2 separate regions of the Zea mays genome follow, and region 1 is linked to region 2. A link is a contact called in public Hi-C data. All regions are on one chromosome and are shown on one strand. Each heading gives the region's core, a stretch centred on a gene start, on an enhancer-like site or on the middle of the called end of the contact. The rest is flanking DNA. Distances are from core to core; before and after follow the strand shown. Region 1 holds the start of LOC100280542 (nifU-like N-terminal domain-containing protein). Region 2 holds the start of LOC103651392 (probable receptor-like protein kinase At2g42960).

Evidence for each region. Hi-C and Micro-C count contacts between places; a contact is called where the count stands out from the background.
Region 1: a contact with region 2 is called in a Hi-C map of tassel, with 3 times the contacts expected there. The contact joins the promoter of LOC100280542 here to the promoter of LOC103651392 in region 2. A contact is called at or near these places in 2 of 25 Hi-C or Micro-C datasets (ear and tassel).

Annotation. Positions count from the first base shown.
Region 1 is chr3:217,343,755-217,347,983 of Zm-B73-REFERENCE-NAM-5.0, reverse strand. It overlaps LOC100280542 (nifU-like N-terminal domain-containing protein), which reads right to left and starts at 1,644. Exons shown (of 3, transcript NM_001153461.2): 1 at 1,193-1,644. The coding sequence starts at 1,520. LOC100304279 reads right to left here. Exons shown (of 9, transcript NM_001165722.1): 2 at 4,092-4,214; 3 at 3,880-3,981; 4 at 3,539-3,577; 5 at 3,353-3,451; 6 at 3,104-3,151; 7 at 2,789-2,884; 8 at 2,578-2,700; 9 at 2,173-2,477. The coding sequence ends at 2,361.
Region 2 is chr3:216,797,166-216,801,707 of Zm-B73-REFERENCE-NAM-5.0, reverse strand. It overlaps LOC103651392 (probable receptor-like protein kinase At2g42960), which reads right to left and starts at 2,770. Exons shown (of 8, transcript XM_008677029.3): 1 at 2,241-2,770; 2 at 1,094-1,869; 3 at 915-1,019; 4 at 316-435; 5 at 43-213. The coding sequence starts at 1,749.

The sequences.
Region 1 (4,229 bases), core at 395-2,894, 550 kb before region 2:
CTAGTTTATTTTCATGTCACTCCATGGCATCAAAATAAAATTGCCGTCTAATTTTGTAAAAGTTGAGTGGCATGTATACAATTAACCCTTTTTATTAATATTAAGATGTAACTTCTAGATCCTACATGGCCATTCTCCTTGATAATTACAAAAAAAAAAACAGCATAAAAAGGCAGACCCAATCCCGTTGACTCCCACATGAGTGGGGTTTGGGAAAAGGATAAACTGATGCAAGCTTTTTCCTACAAATGCGGGGAAGCAGCTTTGAACCGTGACCTGATGACTCAGTGAGACAACTCTCAACATCAACACTGCACCGGGCCTCCCCTTTTGGACAACTACAATCCAGAAAATCATGCAAGAACCAGAATCATAACAAAACACTCAGCATACACATTTATTAGCTCTAAACTAGCAGATCTGATATAAAAAATATTTCAGCATTAACCATATGATGAGTATGCAAGTCATATGGAACTTCTTTGTCATAAAACTTATCTGTAGCTAAAATGGTCGCATCACACATGTCTAAAATTGAACACAACTAGTCAATTATTTTCTAGTTACATTGCTTTTACTATAGATCTAGATATATGTAAGCGCATAGTAAAACCTACATAGTTAGAAAAGTCAAAATTTCTTATAATTGGAAGGGTGGGAGTAGGTCCAAAGCACCAAAAATAAAATGATTGCATCGCATATGTCTAAAATTCAACACAACTAGCCAGTTTAGGTCTAAAGCACCAAAATTAGGCAAATTGAAACGAAACAGCAATACAGATGAAATTTAGCAGTACAGTCGATATATCTGTACCATCACAAATCAAATTGATTACTTACAAACTGTACCTCACATAGTCCCCGAAAAAATGGCACATATAAGAAACACAATACTAAGCTAGCTGCAATTCATCTTTCTCTACAAATGACCTCCACAATCGAAATAAAGGCATCAGGATGACTAGATAACCAATTAGTGATGTGACTCAATTCAGAGGTTACAATTCATCTTTATCTGCAAAAGGTCTCCACAATTGGAATAAAGGCATCGGGATAACTAGATAACCAATTAGTGATGTAACTCAATTCATAGAAAAAAGGAGGACTGAGACTACACTATACGCTACACCCGAACCACCTAGGAGGAGGCGAGAGGAACTCCAGACGTGGTGCTAGGGCTGAGGAGGCTCACCGACGGACGAGGACGCTATGGCGGAGCCGCAGCCAAAAGTCTTGAAGCAGGCGTCGACGATCTTGCCGGAGTTCTCGTCGACGCGGATCTGCAGCTTCATGACGTCGCCGCAGGCTGGCGCGCCGACCAACCCAGTGCCGACGTTGGGGTCGTCCTTGTCGAAGGAACCTACGTTCCGCGGGTTGTTGTAGTGGTCCACCACCCGCTCGTGGTACGCCCTCACCCCCGCCGCCGCCGCGGCAGGACCCGCCTCGCCGGAGGCGCCTGTGCCCAGGCCGAGCCGACGGAGCCCCGGGGCGAGGAGCCGCCTGCCTCCCGCTCGCAGCATCGCCGACAAACCTGGAGTCGCCTCTGGATTCTTCTGCTATTTTCAGCTTCCGGATTGGAGCGGTTTTCTTTTCTCTGCGTTGTTCACAGAATTGTGGGCGTGGTTCTATTTGTTGTGCGGCGGTGAGGAGACGGGATCCTGTGCGGTAGGGCTGGCTGAGATGTGCACGTGGCGCGGTATTTGTGGACCGAACCATTGTGCGGTGTGCTGCTGCGGCCTGTAGGGGATCCCGCCGCTGTGCAGATTGGGGACGCGACTCTAGGTGCTCGGAGGCCGGAGCAGAGAAAGGGAAAGGGCAAAGCGTCAGAATAACCGGGCTTCCTTTGTCAAATTTGGGCCTCGTCAGCAGTTGCGTCACGGCCCACCGCAAATCCTTTCTTTCGACGGGTGGGCCATAGGCAAGGAAATGGAATTAAAAATCAAAACAATAAAATAAGGAAGAAAACTATGAAATTTTCTCCTCTGTGCCATAGAATACGTGTGTAAATCAGCAAGCGAAACTCAAGTAAAGCCAGCTTTCTGCCTAGAATGAGGAAGAAAACCATGAAAAGTTTCTCCGCGCTACTCGTAAGAAGCACGAATGTTGAAGCGCATATATAATTATTAAGGATCTCCCTCCTGCCCGGCCAGTGAAGGCAAAGGTGAATCAAATACATCAAGATTTACTTTTCATTGATCTGAATTTTCATGCAAAATACATTTATCGTGTATATATGAAAATTGATTGGAGTGAAAATGATTATCGTCCGTCTCCTCAATGTAGAGTAAGCATAATGATCCAAGTTGGGTGGGGTGGGGGGATCAGTAAAATAATTGGCCAGTTCAGCAAAGAGCTGAAACTCAAGGTTTGCGTGGGAACTTGGAGAAATCTGGGCGTCGTCTCTCCATGTACGCGTTCTTCCCTTCCTTTGCCTCCTCCGTGCCGTAGAATATTAGCGTGGCATTCCCGCCAAGCTCCTAGAGCAGAAGCGCCATCAGTAATGCAACATGCAGATAGAAGCTCACCAGCAGCAGTTCCAACTTCCAAGGGAAGGGTTAGCATTTTGGCAGGCTTTACCTGAAGGCCTGCATGGCCATCATCTGCCGCGTTGAGTGCAGATTTCAGCACGCGAATAGCCATGGGGCTGTTTCTTAAGATCTGACGGCACCATTTGACAGTTTCCTGCTCCAGTTCAGCAAGCTAGTGTACAGAAGCGTGTACTTGTCAGTGGATCGGCATGACTGAAACAGTTTGGTTTTTAGTAATTGACCCTGGATTCAGCGCTTACCGGTACTACGGTGTTCACGAGTCCCATTTTGTCAGCTTCGTCAGCTGTGTAGAACCGTGACAGAAACCACATTTCACGGGCTCTCTTGGGTCCAACCTGTCCATGAGAAATATATAATTGGAGCAACAACAGCATGCTGTTTATGTATCACGAGCATGTCGATAATATGAAATGGAATAGCGTACAAGTCAACTTTTAAGAATGTGTTATTAAGAATAAAAACTTTTGAGTATTGAAGGTGTTTCTTTTCAAAGTGTGTGAGGAATAATGCGACATTTTCTACTACCTCACTAGATTGATAGTATGATAACTCACCAACCGGGACATTATCGAAGATCCATAACCAGCATCAAAGCTTCCAACCTGTGATAGGAGTTACAGATTGGGATGTTAAAATACACTGCAAGTATATAGTTTTAGCGAAAAGACAATAAGGGATTGATTAATGAACACAGAAAAGGTAACCCTGCTATGAACTGATTATGTAAAATACGATGTTTCACTTTATTGGTATTATCTGCATCCTCGGTAATCACAAGATACAGAATAGAGCAAAAATATCACCTTGGGCCCTGTCTGCCCAAATATCGCGTTCTCTGCTGCAATTGTTATATCACACACCATGTGCAAAACATGTCCACCACCAACAGCATAACCAGCAACCTGATAGTAAACATCACAAAATCAATCCATATGATGGCGAAGGAGATAGCAAAAAGGCGAAGTATAGTTATGAACTTATGATCATACCATAGCAATGACAGGCTTTGGAAGACGGCGAATCTGCACCTGAAGGAAAAAATGGTCCGTCCGATGTTCTCAGTACAAAGATAACCACTAATGCCTTAAAGGTTAATCATTTTTAGTTTTTTTACACAGACTAGAAGTGCCAACGGCAAGGAAAATCTGCTCCTGCAAATTTACTAAGTGGTATATCAGAAAATATTAAAAAAATATCAGTAGACAGGAATTCTAGTCAAAATTATACGTCACCATCATGTTCTGAACAATGTAAGTCAGTTCAAACCTCACTAAAGAAACCATCTGAAAGTGGAGAGAATAAACAGATCGGAGATAGAAACACATCTGACCTGGAGATCTAAGACATTGAGGCGGCCAAAGCTATCGAAGTCCACATATCCATCAGAATCTCTTAACGCCTGGTCACCGCCGCTGCAGAACGCCTTGGTTCCCTGGTCAACCAAAAACATCGAAAGCTTACACACCAAAGCTAACCCGACTCCCATAGACACCCAAATTCTTAGTGTTATTTTTGTTGTTTCTTCTCTAAAAGCATCCGTACCTTCCCTGTAAGAATGATGACTCCAATCGAACTATCATCTCTGGCATCGTTGAACGCGCGCATTAGTTCCTTCACGGTCAGCGGACGGAAGGCGTTCCTTCTGTCAGGCCGGTTAATGGTGATCTGCGGCAGCAATAC
Region 2 (4,542 bases), core at 1,521-4,020:
CCCTAACAATAGGAAAGGGAACGTCATAAAACAGAGCTATACCCATATGTTCCCATAACTCTTGTATTGATATGACTTTTGTCAGAATTCAGAAGTTTAGCCAACCCAAAATCAGAAACCTTGCTGTTGAATTCATCGTCGATTAAGATATTACTTGACTTGATGTCTCTGTGCACAACTTTGGGGTCTATGGCCTCATGAAGGTACGCGAGACTGCAAATCATGAAACCAGCATTAGCATGTATATAGTCAACAGTCTTAAGTTAAGCAAGATTTCCGGAAATGGAGTGAAACATGTCCAGATTCCAAACTTACGCTTTTGCAGTGCCAAGGAGAATTTTCATACGGTTTTCCCAACTAAGGACACCGTGTTGATTCACGCCATGAAGCCATTGTTCCAGGTTGCCATTATTAACATACTCGTAGACAAGCATCCTGCAAGCAAATATTCAGAACAAGTCCATATGCAACAAAACAAAAATATAATCACAATAGTTTGAACCTTGAAATTGCCTTTTTGTTGCCAGAAATACTAATAAGGCCTAGTTTGGCAACTCTATTTTTCCAGGGGATTCTCATTTTTCCAAGGGAAAATAAACTAATTTCCCTTGGAAAAATAAAAAAAAAACCTTGGAAATATGGGGTTGCCAAACTAGCCCTAAACATGGAAATGGAGGGAAAGGCTCAAACTAGCATTGGATACAACAGGGAAAAATAACTTATTTTCATGGTATTGAACACTTGATCCACTGTGAATCTTCAGGACATGATGTCTAGTAAAGAACTACAGATATCATGATGAACTTGTAGGCGTTGAAGCATGTATGCTGGTCCTAGCAGCTTTTATGATCTTTCATAGAAACAGATGTAATAAATCCAGCAGAAAGAAGGAACCAAAAGGACGAAATGCCAACCTATGTATCCCTTCCACGCAATATCCCAGAAGGCGGACCAGATTCTTGTGCCGAACATGACCGATGGCTTCAACTTCAACTCTGAATTCCTTCTCTGCCTGCCCCCTGCAAACCAGATACCAAATCTCAGCTCTAAGTCAATACATTACAAGGTAAACTCAGCGAGACTGTACACTTACACATTATTAAGGATCTTCTTCACGGCGATCTCAGTCCCATTCACCAGACGGCCCTTGTAGACAACTCCGTAGCCACCCTCCCCAAGAACATTGCTCTTCGCAAACCGGTTCGTGGCGCACTCCAGGTCCCTCAAGGTAAACCAGTGGCCCCAGCCTAGATGCGACAGCTCAGGCAGGCCAACCAGCGGCGACGCTGAATACGCATACGGTGAGCTGCCTTTCCTAGCCGGACCGGAGCTGCTGTAGCTGTAATCTTCGGAGTACGAGCTCCCGGCCTTCTCTATGTTGTACACCGAGCTGCACTGGCTGAACGCGTCGACGTCGACGGATCTACGCCCTCCCAGCTGCCCTGCGCCTTTGGTCTGCGAGTACTTATCCTGCACCGGCATGAAGGGCGCTTCACCGTCATGTAGGCTCTGCGCATCGACTCTGTCGACGTTGATCTCCTTGGAGACGATCGGGATCTCGGCCAGCGAAGTGTTGTCGAACCCTTTCACTGTCTTCTTTTTCCTCCGCAGCGAAAGGCACAACGCAATGACGAGCAGGATCGCCATGACTATCCCGACGGCGATGGCAATCAGCTGCCATACTCTCAGCCGGAACACGGGCGTCGTTCCTGACAGCGCCGCGCTGACAGAGTTGTTGGACGACGACATATCCTTGGGCCTGTCTGATGAAGATGAACAGGCTACGCGAGAGGTTGCCTGCCCCTGATTCAGAACCTTGTCCTGGTTTGACAAAGCAATTTACAAACTTATCCCAACCGCTTTATTTACCTGCGCAAGAAAGGAAAAAAGAAAAGGTACGTTAGCCAACTCAGGGACCTGAAGCTGCACATGAGCGGAACTACAGGAGGAAAAGGGCAAATTTTGTCTGGAGAAGAAAGCTACGCATCCTCTGAGAGCACGGTTCGGTTCCACTTCCATGTGAGCGGGGAGGAAGCACGCAGGAAAGGAAACTAAATCAAACAGCGGAATAATGGACGCGACATGCCGAGCATACAGGGAATTCGGAAGAAGATAATCCGGTCAAGGGACAATGTACAGGAATTAGGGGCCCTGTCGACATCAGAATTCAGAACACACCACAAGACAAGGAGTCGTCGACACACCTAAACGAGAAACGAAGCACAGCAAGAGGAAATCACCTTGGCAGCACCAGCACCTCGCATCAAACCCCATTGAAGGAGAACTCCATGACGAGCTCCCCTATGCGCGCCCTCAGGCCTCAGTCAGAACTGGAGAGAGGCCAGGCGCCTTACTGTTCCGGCTTGCTGGCAGTGGCGCCGGAATGCGGAGCCTGGACAAGGGCGAGCGGCTTTTGCTCCGTGGCGAAAGAGGAGAAACCGGCAAACCCAGCACGGCGCGCACCTGCGTACATGAAGGAGAGAGGGGGGGAGTAAAGGGGAAGCAAAGGGAGGGGGGAGGAGGAGGAGAAGGGGTTGCAGTATTTTGTAATTAAAGGTGTGAAGTGGGGCAACGAAAAAGAGGAAGGCCATTAAGAGGAGGGTGGATTTAATTAAGAAATTTAAGATTAGCGAGGAGGGATTGGATTAATGGTGGAGATGGTTGAGGATGGACTGCATGTGGCGGGTGAGCCGGGGGAGTCAAACGTGTGCAGGGGGCTTCGCTGGCGGGCGGCGGCTGCCCCATGGAAAGCAGCAGAATGGAATGCCACTTGTATCGCCGAGACCACACTACGATTACTAGTACTATTTTTTTAAAAAAAAAACGTGGATTCAGCCTGTTTTGCTATAATGACGTGGAACTGCGTATTGTTAATAAGACATATGTGTATGAAAAATACCACGCGCGCACGCTTCTTGTACTTGTGACCTAGTGTACATGTCCTTTTTATTTTCTCAATGAGCGTCACTAGAAGTGTGTGTCTAAAATGGGCTTATTAAGTCTATCTCTAGAATCTTACTCATTCGCATCTCTTATTCTAAACTCTACTTTGTAAATAATGTATTCTACATTGCAAAACAGTGGTTTGCACGGCTATATATACGATTTGTTGACTGTAGCTTAAGGCCTCCTTTAAAACACAGGAATGTAATAGGAACTATATAGAAACTTTACAGGAAAAATGTAAAAAATGGTTAAAATTCCATATGTAGCTTAAGGCCTCCTTTAAAACACAGAAAGTTTGTTAAGCGTTGAACATGAAAGCTATATGGAAGTATAAAATGGTTCAACACAAAGTAATGGCGGGGATATTCCATAGTATAGTCAGTTAGATATGAGTATTTGGGATACCACAATGGTATGAGAAAGCAAACATGGTTGACATTGGATAATGAGACATGAGTTGATGAATTGGAGAAGTCTCATGCATAGATGGTTTGTTATGACAAAAGAACAGAAGACATGAAAGAAGGATGAATATGATTATTGATCATATCGTAAGAAGATGGATGTTCAATGTAAACTCAAGATGATGTGACTTAAAGATAGCTTGACAAACTCAGAGGAAGAGCTTCGTGGACTAAGCAAAGATAAAGTTCGAGCAGAGGGCCGAGGGACCATAAGTGACTAAATTTGCATTTTCTACGAGATTTTCCCCTCTATCTCTCTGCAATTAGGGGTGATCTTGTCTTTATACATAATAATTAATGCTCTTTAGTTCGTTTTAGTCTCTAAAACCAAACAAGTTATTTTAAGGACTAAAGTTTAGTTCCTAAGTTTAGCAAGGCGACTAAAGAATTTAAACAGCGCCTTAGTTTGGTTGCAAAACATTTTTTAAGTATTTGACAGAGCCTTAGATTTTACCTTTTTGTTTTTAAAAACTTCTAGTTGGATGGAACAAACCTTCTATTTGTTAAACCATAATATTGTAAAAAAATGTTTTTTGGTGTATTAAATAAAATCTGCAGGCCTACGGTATTCGATCTGTTTTCACTTTTCATCCGGAAATGAAATAAGTTGCTGCTGAAGCCTGAAGAAGTGGAGAACAATTAGAATGAAATATCTCAGATCACACAAAGTTAGCTCACGAGTCACGACGAGAACGGTAGCTCAACTGCGCTGCTTACTTGCTTTTCATCAGATTTTGTCGATATACTGGAGCCAATAAATTTATATAAAGCCACACACATGTTATACTTGCTCGTGTCTTAGAATAATCGCTTGTTCAAAATAAACAAATGCATAAATAAAAGAAGTCAGCTGTGGTCGACCTTGAACGAATCAGGTACGGCGTGCCCAAGATAGAATAACCACATATATTTTGTGTAAACCACTAGTAAAAAAAACTTTATGCTTGCAGGAAAGTCTAATTTCTATGTATAGTTTCGAACGCCAATAAAAAATAAAATGCTGGCCCGACTTAGGAAACTGTTAGTGATGGACAACAAAACTGTAATCTAAACACAAGTAAGGGGGTGTTTGGTTACACCCCGCTAAAATTTAGCTCATGTCCCATCGAATGTTTGAACCTCCGTTCCGGGT